Regions from separate parts of the Sus scrofa genome. Here all the other regions are linked to region 2. Evidence: chromatin contacts called from public Hi-C data. All regions are on one chromosome and are shown on one strand. The core of a region is the stretch at or near the end of the contact, and the rest is flanking DNA. Distances in the headings are between cores, read along the strand shown.

Evidence for each region. Hi-C and Micro-C count contacts between places; a contact is called where the count stands out from the background.
Region 1: a contact with region 2 is called in a Hi-C map of liver, with 1.8 times the contacts expected there. The contact joins the promoter of GGCT here to the promoter of ZNRF2 in region 2. A contact is called at or near these places in 2 of 5 promoter capture datasets (fetal liver and liver), 13 of 47 Hi-C or Micro-C datasets (alveolar macrophages, blood, embryonic fibroblasts and 7 more) and 2 of 2 datasets of contacts at active chromatin or transcription factors (alveolar macrophages and skeletal muscle).
Region 3: a Hi-C map of skeletal muscle shows a contact between it and region 2, with 3 times the contacts expected there. The contact joins the promoter of FKBP14 here to the promoter of ZNRF2 in region 2. A contact is called at or near these places in 1 of 5 promoter capture datasets (liver), 7 of 47 Hi-C or Micro-C datasets (alveolar macrophages, embryonic fibroblasts, heart right ventricle and 2 more) and 1 of 2 datasets of contacts at active chromatin or transcription factors (alveolar macrophages).

The regions. Positions count from the first base shown.
Region 1 is chr18:42,408,960-42,412,999 of Sscrofa11.1, forward strand. It overlaps GGCT (gamma-glutamylcyclotransferase), which reads left to right and starts at 1,775. Exons shown (of 3, transcript XM_003361377.3): 1 at 1,775-2,172. The coding sequence starts at 2,032.
Region 2 is chr18:42,650,086-42,653,808 of Sscrofa11.1, forward strand. It overlaps ZNRF2 (E3 ubiquitin-protein ligase ZNRF2), which reads right to left and starts at 1,829. Exons shown (of 6, transcript XR_002340314.1): 1 at 1,257-1,829.
Region 3 is chr18:42,901,037-42,905,068 of Sscrofa11.1, forward strand. FKBP14 (FK506 binding protein 14) reads left to right here and starts at 2,064. Exons shown (of 4, transcript NM_001244527.1): 1 at 2,064-2,433. The coding sequence starts at 2,237. PLEKHA8 (pleckstrin homology domain-containing family A member 8) reads right to left here and starts at 167. Exons shown (of 14, transcript XM_005673281.2): 1 at 1-167.

The DNA.
Region 1 (4,040 bases), core at 525-3,024, 240 kb before region 2:
TATTTAGCTGGCATACTTCTGTAAAGAGAACTCTTTGCTCATCAACGGGGGACAGTTGGTTACCCTGAAATACACCTGCAACTAGAAAAACAGAATAAATGTTTTCTTAAATTACCACTTTTCAGAGGAAAGAGTTGGTGTAATAGTTATACCAGTACTATGAAGGAGGTTTTTTTTTTTTTTGAGCTGCTGTTTTTTTTTAGATTTGGTTTACTCTTCGGGAGAAATGACCTTTATATGTTTGACATTGTTAACCAATTGCAATTCTTATTTTTGATGCTTAAAATTGTTCTAACTTTGGCCAGGGGGCATTGTTCCAAGCTGGCTTCCATCTCCTAAAGGACCTCATTTTTGTTGTTGTTGTTTGTATATTTAGGGCCGCACTTGGGGCATATGGAGGAGCAATCGGAGCTGTAGCTGCCAGCCTTCCCCAGAGCCACAGCAATGCCAGATCCGAGCCGCGTCTGTGACCTACACCACAGCTCACGGCAATGCCAGATACTCAACCCACTGAGCAAGGCCAGGAATGGAACCCACAACCTCATGGTTCCTAGTTGGATTCGTTTCCGCTGTGCCACGACGGGACCTCCATGACCTCATTTTTTAATACCTCCTGACTTTCCTTTACAAGATGTTCCAAGTGTTTCTATTATTTCCCAGCTCTTGACCTGGCATCAGCCATTTCTCCAAGGGCCCTGGGTACCTTTTAGTGGGAAGTAGTATTTAGAGATCAAAGTCTGGGTGCCAAGGATAGTTAATGCTTCTAGGCCCTGAGTTCATATTAATATTTCCATCTCAAAGTTAACAATACAGGCTTTTAATGTCATTGTTATTAATTTCTATATTTTTACACTGGAGCTTTTGCACCTAGTAACATTAACAAAAGTACTCAAAAATATTTATAACAGCCCATATACGATCCCATATGAGACATGGGATCATACTTTATGTTATATAACTTGTGATTATAACATGATCTTTCTTTTAAAAGGAGGAAATGGGGGAGTTCCTATCGTGGCGCAGTGGTTAACGAATCCGACTAGGACCCATGAGCTTGTGGGTTCCATCCCTGGACTTGCTCAGTGGGTTAACCATCCAGCGTTGCCGTGAGCTGTGGTGTAGGTTGCAGAACACCTAGCCTGGGAACTCCATATGCCGCGGGAGGGGCCCTAGAAAAGGCAAAAAAAAAAAAAAAAAAAAAAAAAAAAAAAAATTAAATAAATAATAATAATAATAATGATAAAATAAAATAAAAGGAGGAACCGGGGACTTGAGATGTGTCTGAGGTTACATGTCCAACAAACAGCAGCTCCAGGATTTGAAGCTGGCATGCTGGTTCCATCAAAGAAGGGAGCCCCTGACACTCAGAGGAGATTTTCCAGGAAGCCTGAGGTCCTCAGAAAAAGTATCAGGGAGAGGATAAGGCCTGGGGGTGCAAGAACCAGCGTCTGCGGTGAACACGCCGGTCCTGACTCCTCCAAACCTGGAGGGCGGGATAGAAGCAAACTGCAGAGTGAAGGACCTGCGTTTGCCAGAGCCGGCGTTTAGTTTCACATCTGTCGAAAACCACACTAGGACAGCCGAACACTGAGAAAACCTGGCTGGGACCCGCGCGCCACGCCCCCGCAAACGGAGCTCACAGGACCTGACCCGCCCCCGCGTAGTGCCCGCCCACTTGCCAATCAGAGAGGGAGCCTTGAGCACGGGGGCGGGACAACAGGGGAGGGTATCGGGTGAAGAATCAGCTCCGGCTAGTCTCAGCGCAGAACCTTACAGAATCCCCTCGAGAGCGTAGAGGAGGCGGGCTAGCCAATCAGAGGGATCGGCTCACAGCGTTGCGTATTGGAAGCCAATCAGAAGGGTGCTCTCAGGCGACTTGCCCGACCCCCGCTTCCCGCCTTTCCCTTAACCTCTGGCTGCGGCGAGCCGGCGCGGTCCTTGGACTGGGGTCATCGGCCACCGAGCTGTGCTCGTAGTTCTCTCCACACATTCCCGCTGCCGACCCAGGTCCGTGCAGGCGTCTGGTGGGACATGGCAAACTCCGGCGGCGAGGACCGCGGAGGCCAGGAAGAGGAGAGTTTTCTCTACTTCGCCTATGGCAGCAATCTGCTGATGGAGCGGATTCACCTCCGAAACCCCTCCGCCGAGTTCTATTGTGTGGCCCGTTTGCAGGTCAGTCAGTGCTTCCTGCCCAGCCCCTGCAACGTCCTGTGCCCCTCTGCAGTCGAGGGAGCCAAAATTTGAGCAGATGCTCTCTCAAGGCCTCCTAGGAATGCAGGCCTAGGCCAGGAATGCTGCTCTTCTTGCTAAGAGCACCTTGCTCCCTGCACAACCCAGGCCGGCCCCCCCTCGCCTTCGGCCCTATGGCCCTATGCTTGACCCTGCTGAGCTCTGCTACTCTGCACCTGCGCCTCCTAGCCTGCCCTGAGCTCCTGCTCCTGTTATTCCCACTAGTTGCTAGTTCTCCCCAGATCCCGCCTCCTCTCTCTTGGCCACTGACCTGGCATCATCACCAAATCCATTTGGTTGGTCCTTCTAAGAAGCCTTCTCTGACTCAGGTCAGGGAATCTCTTGTTTTCTGTTCTTTACCTGCCTTTGCTCCAGGACTTGTCACCTGGTTTTGTAAAAATCCACTTGCCTGCTCCCGGTCTGAGAAGTTCTGAAAGCTGGAGCAGCGTCTTATTCGTAGTAAGGGCTGTGCTCAGTTAAGTCACGTGGTTGGGTGAGCCTTGGTAAGAATCAGTGCTATCAGCACAGTCCATCCATTCACTTAGTGTTTATTCTCCCAGCACTTACCTGGAGATAGGAAGGTGATTAAGTAAAGTTGGCTGCTTTCAGGACCTTCCAGTCTATAGGAGAGACATGCAAACAAATTGCCTACAAAGCCTTTTGACATTGTCGAGTGGGATAAATATGGCCTCTGCTATGGTTGTCAGGGTTCTTAGCTGGAAGGAACAGAGTGGCTGATTTAAGCAGAAAAAGCATATGTTGTAAGGCCGTTGTACAGCTCACAGAATGACCAGGAAGATAGGATCACAAAGCTGACAAAATAGGCAGGCATAAAGCGAGCCTGTAATAGAGCCAGTATCACAGACAGAACCAGCCCAGAAGGCCACTGTTGTGTGGCCGCTGACCTTGGTAGCCATGGACACTGCGTCTTCCATCACTTGCTTGGGACCCTGTCTGCCACTGTCACTACACCTCACAGTTCCTGAAACCACCAGAGTGAAGTTACTGCTGTCCAGGTCGCCAGCTTCACACTCAAAGCCCTAGGTGGGCGTCCTGATTGGCTAAGTCTTGGCCCTGACTTCCAGCAAAGCTGGAAGAACCAACTTCTGGCTTTTGAAACTTCAAAAATGGGAGTCAGGCTCTGGCATTCTCTAACCCCCAAACTTATAAGGTAGGAAGTTCCCCAAATGCAGAAAAAGAAGTTCAGATGTTTATCATAGGGGCGGGGCAAAGAGCTAGCAAGCAAGTGATCATTCAGTGACAGGTACGGTCAGCCTTAAAAGGAGACCTGCTGTATCTTCCTCTCCATTTTGCCCTGAACCTAAAACTGCTCTAAAAAAGTGAAGTCATTTTTTTTTCTTTCTTTCTTTCTTTTTTTTTAAGAGGGCATACATATGGGAGCATATGACTTGGGGACGGGACTGCTCAGTAAAGCTGTTCCTGAAAACGACCTTTGAGCTGAGACCTGAATGATTGCGGAGGGGATAGCAAACAGAAGGAAGAGCAGGTGCCCTAGACCTCAGGAAAGAGACACCTGCATCTTCTGGCTCGTGTGGCTGGAATTTAGTATGTGAGGAGGCTGTAGCATGAAGACTAGAGCGGTTGGGAGGGCCACATGGTACAGGACCCCAGAGGCCAAAGAAGACTTGGGTCTTTATCTTGAGAGCAGTGGGACAATCTCGGCGAAACTTAACCAAAGGAAACCTCAGATGCACATCTCTGAAAGCACCTTCTGGTTGCTATGGAAAATGGATTGGAAGGGTGGGGGCAACAGTGGGGTGGGGGGAGCCCACTTAGGAAGCTTTTGTAAG
Region 2 (3,723 bases), core at 579-3,078:
TTGTATATTTTGAACATGTAAAGCAGTACTAAAAAGATGGAAAAACTAAATGTCATTCCCATGTTTAATTTATGCTAACGTGAATGTTGATAACACAGAACATTATTGAACATTCCACTCCACCAACTACCTACTCACATTTCTCACATTTATAAACAAGAGTAAAAGAGGCACAAAAATGGTGAAGACGGTATTTTCACGATTCATCTGGGCTCAACTGTGAATGTAAGTAGTATTATTATGATGCATAATGCAATCAATGATACGGAAATGTTTTTCATCTATAGTTCTCATTCCTAACCAGATTTGACTTCTTTTCATGAAACAGGAAGGGAGAGTGTCTTTAATTCATTTAGCATTACCCATACTGACAAAAAGGAGATCACCATAAAACACCACTGAAGAGGTGGAATTCACTTTCCTCAGATCAGGTGCACCCTTCTTCCTGTTTGCTACTGAAATTTCCACTTTGCACAAGTGTCTTTCCCTGAACTTCACTGAACATCGCTTTTCAAAAGCAACTAGGCTTTTACTGCATCTTGTAGGCAGAGTTGTGATAATGACTAGTTTCTCTCCTTAAGAAACTGTTCTCAATTTCTTTTCAGCAGGACGCACACGAACCATTACCCAAGGTAACACTTTACCGGGGTTAAAAATATACTTTTCATTAACACATTCAGCCAATTAAAGTGTACGCAGTAGGTGGGACTATTTACACAGACATAAGAATTATAGTTGTATATTAACAGTCACTCCAAAGGCAGTAACTCCCTTCTTTTTCAAATACTCTTCTGTTCATTTGAGACCCCTTTGGCTTTCGGCCTTTAAAAACTGCTCGCCACTCGAGTCCCCAGTTAGAACTACATTTAGCAACGGGTCTTCTCCTGACTTCCTGCTACTAAAAACCACAAGCACCAGGGCTGTTGCGTCGGTTTGTTTTTAAAACAGCACTCGCTCCCTTCACCTCCGGGGGTAAACAAGGGCTTACTGTACCGGGGAGCCGCGTTGAGGTGAAGGTGCACGCGGTGTTTAAAAACCAAACGCCAGGGTCGCGCGGTAGCGGTGCTGCAGGGGCGAAGGGGCGATCTCCCGCCCCCCACCCCCGCTCCCAGGAGGGGTGACCAGACCCGGCCGGGCCGCGAGGCGATCCGCCTGCGCTCAGGCTGGAGGAGGGAAGGAGAAGGGTAAAAATAAGCGCAGCCGCGGCCCACGTGCCGCCTGCGGGAGCCGGGAGCCAAGGAGGGAAGGGGCCGTACCTCCAAACATGTGCGGCGAGAGGTGAGCTGGTAAAGAGCCGATCACCAGGCGCGGCCCGCCGGGGCCCCCGCCCGCCGGCCGGTCCCTGCCGCCGCCGCTGCCGCCGCCGCCGCCGTCCTCCGGGCTGCTGTGAACCGAGTCCTGCGAGCCGTACGGGCCGCTGCTGCTATTGGGGATGCTGAAGGTGGACTGCGCCGCGCGGGCCCCCGACGCCACGGTTCCCACCGCCCCGCCGAGGGAGCGGCTGCGCGGGGCCGCCGAGGCCGCCGCGGCGCCGCCGGAGGCGCTAGGCTGGTGCGCGCCGGGCACCTGAGCCGGCAATCTCCCGGCGGCCGCGGCCCGCGCCCCGCTGCCTGCGGTCCCGTTGGCCCCTCCGCTGCTGCTGCTGCTGGAAGGTAAATCCGAGCCCGAGTACGCACGGGTGCGGCCGTTAGCAGCGGCCGGGCCGCTCTGCTTGGCTCCCATGTCCGCCCTGCCCCGGGCCGGGCCCGCGCGCGGCGCCCGGAGCGCCGGGAGGGCGGGAGCGAGCGCGGGAGCGAAAGGGGAGGGCCGAGGCGCCGGGGCCGGCGCAGAGAGAAGTCCGCACGTCCAGGGCCGCCGCCCCGCGCCCCGAGGGGCGGTCGCGCCCGGCGCGCTCTCCTCGGGGGCGGCGAGCAAGACTGGCTGCTTGACGGGGGGCGCGGGAGACGAGAAGAGGCGGAGATGAAGCAGGTCTCGGCTCCCGCGGGCGCCGCTCCCGGGCTGCTGGCGGGAGCGGCGGCTCAGGTGGCTGCGCGGCTGCAGCTGGTTTCGGTTCTGGGGCGCCGAGACGAGCCGCTGCCGCTCTCTGCTGCCTCCGCGCTCTGCGCCCGGGGCCTCGGCACCGCCTCCTCCCGGGCGGCCGCCGCTATCGCCGCCATCCTCCTGTTCCCACGGCGGCTCGCGGCTGAGTGGGAGGCGCCCGCCCAGACTCCGCTGGGGCCACCTTCCCTCCTCCCCCAGCCACCCAGCTGTTACTAACCGAGAAGGAGGAAAAACGGGTGGCGCGTGAGGACAGGACGCAGAAGGGGAGGGGGGCGGCGCGCGCCTCCCGGCAACCGTCACCGCGCTCCCCCTAGAAGGAGGGGCGGGAGGGGAGGGTCTGGGCCTCGAAGGTTGCGGTGCCCAGGAGGGTAGAGGAGGCGGTTCTCCGGCCCTCGCACCGGAAGGCGAAGGCGCAGCACGGCTCCACGGTGCGCCGGGACCCGTGTATTTGGGTCGTACGCGGTGACCCCGCCCCCGCCCCCTGGTGCCGCCTGTCGGATTGGCTCCCGCCAGCCGGACCCCGCCCCCGCCGGCCGCGGCCTTCCCGCTCGGGCCCCATCTCGCCTAGGTGCCTTGGTGTGGTAGGTGCTGCCACAGCGGATTCGGTGATAGACAGGTTTCTGGCCCCGCCCTCCCGCACAGGGCGCGCCCCCTCCTTCACCGAAGGGCCTGCTCTGATTGGCGGCAAGGTGCCAGCTGGAGGGCGGTGCCTCCTCCCGCACGTGGACCTCGGACGCTGGACCGGACTTTGTGTCTACTTCACCTTTGTCCAACTGGGACTGGGAATCCTCTGTCTTGAAAAGCCGTTCAGTTTGGGTGGGTGTTAGGCTCTTCCTTGGTGTTGCTCTGAGTGTGCCTTTTAAATAGAAGTTCACCAATGCTTGTGGTAAAAGACTGAAAACAGCGAAAACAAAACAAAGAACCGTGGAGGCAGAAGCCAACTTGATCTGAATAAGATCTGTCCCGTTAAACACTCCCAGTGTGGAGAAGGCACGGAGTTGGAAGAATTAAGGATAATCCAGCCTGATCTTCACTGGTAGGGCAAAAACAGTGGCGCAGAGAAAGCTGCACGCGATTCAGGATACCTCAGATCTGGGTATAGGAACAAAACTCCATTACATGTAATAAATTATTTTACCTTTTTGAACCTTAGTTCCCTTACGTGAGATGTTTGTATCAAATCCCTAGGGCATCTGCAGCGTTAAAATCCTAATGTTTCTCTAAAGTGGCAGTAAAATTCTCCCTCTGTTCCTCAATGTGATGTGGTATTGGGGTGGCAAAGCATGGTCTGTAGACAGCCAGTGGACAGCCTGCTCTGACCCACCCACTTTTAAAATGTCTGAGGTGTCCTCTATGTGAAAATAATAGCAACTGGTATTTTTTCACAAACTGCAGAAATAAATACTTTGTCTTTTTTCTGTATTTATAATGAGTCATTTATGTAATGATTTTTATCATTCTTCGAAGTATGAGAATCAAGTTTCTACACAAGTGAAGAATATATAGGTATCTATGTATTGTGTGTGTTATGCAAAGCTACTCAATTCAAATCTAAAATTCTTCCATCTTGTGTATGATCTGAAGTGTGCATTGAACGGCCAGTGTGGCTACCAGAATAACAAGCTTAATTTTTTTTTTTTGGTGGTGCCCATGGCATGCACAAGTTCCTGGGCCAGGGATCGA
Region 3 (4,032 bases), core at 814-3,313, 250 kb after region 2:
AGGAGGCCAAAGCACTGGGTGAGGCCGAGGGGCGGCTGCGGCCACCACAGGGCCGCAAGCGGGGCGGCGGGTCGCGGGCGGCGCCACCGCGCGCCACCTGAAGCCTCTACCCACCCGGCCCGGAGCCCGCTCGCGCATGCCCCGTGCATCGCCTGCGCGCACGTTCCCAAAATCCACTCCGGGCTTTAGCGGCAACCGCGGCGGCCGCGCTGACGTAGCCGCAGAGGCCGGCGGGGAAAAGGAGTCCCGCAGGCTAGGGACTATGGAAAGGGTGAGAACAGAGGAGGGAGGCCACTGGGGCAAGTCCCAAGTTAATGTGCTGTAGATGGATCCTACCTACCTCTTAACGTTTGGGATCACCGGGACCCCTTAGGCTGCTCCCTGGATTCTAGTCCTCAAGGTCTAATTCTTTTTTTCAAAGCTAATTGATCTCACACACTTCAAGGCTATTGAGGTGCCCATTAGGGCAGAAGGAGGTGAATGAATGTTGTGTGTGGCAGTGTTAGCAGACGTTTTCTAAACTCTAAGGCCCCGCTACAGAAAGTGTGGTCCACCGACTGCAGCATTGACCTCACCTAGGAGATTGCCGGAATTGCAGGATATCGCTCCAAGCCCAGAAACTGCTGAATTGAACTCTTGAATGGGTCCAGGAACTCCCAGGGGATTCCTATGCGTATTAAAGTGTGAGAAAGCACTGTGCTAAGGATATTTGACTAGGGAAAATGTTAACTGTAGACTCAGTGGAAAAGCAGGTTATGAAACAGTGTACAATAGGATCCTAATTGTTTTAGGCATGTGTCACAAAAGCATACAACAAGGTGTTCAGAGGATTATATCTGGATGGTGGTATCATAGGAAATCTTTTTTCTTTCTTTTTCTTTAGTGAAAGTCTGCCAGATTTAGCAAATAAAAACAAAGAACAATCAACTCGTTTATCTGGAATTCAAATTTAATGTGGCTCCTGTTTTTTAACTGGGAATTCTAGTGCTTTCCAGTTTCTTCCAACTCGACTACAATGTACACGTATTGCTTTTGAAATTATGAGAACAATGTAAAACTAAAAATTTTAAACTAAGTTGAGCTTGTGTAACTCGTAAATGTGATTACTATTTCTTTAAGGCCGAGATCTGCACTCTCTCTCGAGTTTTGTTTTTCTTTTTAGAGCCGCACCTGCAGCATATGGAAGCTCCCTGGCCACAGCCACAGAAACGCCAGATCCCAGCTGCATCTGCAACCCATGTCACAGCTTGTGGCAGTGCTGGATCCTTAACCTACTGAGCGTGGCCAGGGACCCAACCCGCATCCTCTCAGATATAATGTCGAGTTAGCTGAGCAACAACGGGAACTATGGTCTGCACTTATTCTTGATAGAGGCTATTATTGACTCTCTACACTAAGGTCATTTAGATGATAAATTATTAGCAGCCGTAACATAATGCAGTGATGCACAATACATCACAATACCTGGTTTGACGGCGGAGCTCAACGGCTTTTGACGCTCAACAACCTTAAGCAGGACACAACCTCTCCTAGCCTATATATGCTCATCTTTTAAATGGAATAAAAGAATCTGCCTTACCCGCAGGGTAGTGAGCGTCAAACACAGGAATGCACTTTGTGAAACCAAAAGCACTGCTAAAGTCTTTATCGATTGCACCGTAAATTAAATAATAAGCAATTACTATGGGGGAGGGGGACCGCACCAACTATGAGAGCAAAGGAGTCTTTCCTTAAACCTCTGCTGTTTCACCTGGGTCCACGACTTCTCACTGAAGCCAGGTTCTCCGCAGCCGTGACTTTGCCTGAGAAGTTTCCGGTGAGCTCCGCGCCCCACCCCTTTCTTAAAGTGCCAGGTAGAGGAATTCTGTAGTCTGTCGGGCTCCGGGACCACTCCGGGTGGTTCTCCCCTGGGCTACCGGGTGGTAAATTACATGGTTGTAGAGTCATTGGTTCGAGAGTCGCCCGAGAGACAGCTCCACTAGCCAATAAGAGGCCGCCCTGCCCAGGCGTCCGCGTGGTTGGAGCCAGTCAGGCCCGGGCTTGGGTTTAACTCTTTAGAAACCAGTTCGAAGTTGCACGGGAAAGTTGTCCGTAGTGAATGTGCCACGTCTACTGGGAGGGAGAGTTATGAACTTGCCAGAGGCTGTTGTCCTAAGCTTTCAACTACATTTTTAACTCTATGAGGTCGGGGGCCCTTTCTCTGTTTTTCTAGGAACTTCTTTCCTGCTCTGGCAACATGAGGCTTTTCTTGTGGAACGCGGTCCTGACGCTGTTAGTCACTTCTTCGAGCGGGGCTCTGATCCCTGAACCAGAAGTGAAGATTGAAGTGCTCCAGAAGCCATTCATCTGCCATCGCAAGACCAAAGGGGGGGATTTGATGCTGGTCCACTATGAAGGCTACTTAGAAAAGGACGGCTCCTTATTTCACTCCACGTAAGTAATTATACCCTGCAGGTAAAGAAGTAAAGAACCCACCCACTTAGGCCAGCTCTTGGGCAGGAACAGTAGCGTGTACCAGCGTTATCTCCCTTTTAAAAAACTAAAATATCGAATTTCTCTCTTTGGGGAAAGGAATTGGTTAAAGTCAATCTTATATAACAAGGCCTTTGAAGGTCTTACTGGAAACGTGGTCAGGATAAAACGATAAATTTTTTTATTGTAAAAATTAGAGCTAGAATCTCTGAAATCCTGTAGAAATATCTAGGTGTATAAATAGGCAATAAGTGGAAAAGACATAAAGGCATTCTCATTTCTCTTGTTCCTGAGGGAAAATAACTCAATTCCATTTTTCTTTGGTAAAGGTGAAATTAAACTTTTCATAGCCCTTTCATGAGCAGAATACACAATTATTTATTTGCTTGTGGTAGGATATGTTAACAGTAGTCCACTGACCTATTTAACTTTTGGCCTGGTGACATTTTGGTCAAGGCACAGGGACATTATTTGTTTCATTGTTTCTTTCTAGAAATTCAAAGACCTCATTGATGGGTGTGGGTGTGGTTATGGAAGATTAATCCAATACCTACAGTGAAAGATTTTCAGATGGTTACACTGTCCTTATTTCTGTTTTATAAAGAAAGAAATTGCAACAGGGAAAAGTTTTGTAAGTGTAATGATTTCCCATCAGGCCTTGATTCTCGGATTCCATCCCTAAAGTATTCATTGAACATTTCTTTATGTTAGGCCCTGTGCTTGACCCTAGGTGGATTTAAAACATCTGGCTTCTCTCTGTCCTCACCATTCATTCATCTCCATCTATCAAATCTTTACTGAGCAGCCCCAAGGCAGGCCCTGAGGATGCGGAGATGACTAAGACTGGGTTCTTGTCCTCTAGCAGGACACTGAGTACAGGGGGGAGGAAGACAGCTGTAAAGTTCAGAATGTTCAAAGTGCTCACGAAGCACGGACTCTGGAATTTATCATGCTCTGAGAGATGGGGAAAGAACACCTTCTGAGAGATCATAATTGAGGTGGGTCTTGAAAGATGGGTGGCTGGAGGTTTCCCAGGTAGAGAATGAGGAAGGAAGGACACCAGGTGGAAAGAGCAGCCTGAACTAAAGCAGCAAAGCTTCATGGCCCATCCTAGACCTCATTTTCTTTTCTTTTCTCTTTTTAGGGCTGCACCCGTCGCATATGGAAGTTCCTGGGCTGGGGTCGAATTGGAGCTACAGCTGCCAGCCTACACCACAGCCACGGCAACATGGGATCCAAGTTGTGTCCGCGATGTACATCTCATGGCAACACTGAATCCTTAACCTACTGAGCAAGGCCAGGAATCAAACCTGCATCCTCATGGATATTAGTTGGGTTCATGAGCCACTCAACCACAACAGGCACTCCCTCGACCTCATCTTCTGATCAACTGCCATTACTGGGCATTCAGATCTGATCTGTCATGACATTTTAAAGTCAATGGCAAAAAGTTCCAAGATGCCGGCTTGCCATAGACTTCTCAACAGTCTTATCTTTTTGTCAACAAGGCCAGAGCCACAGTGGACATTAAATGATATTATGATTTGCCTTCCGAAACTT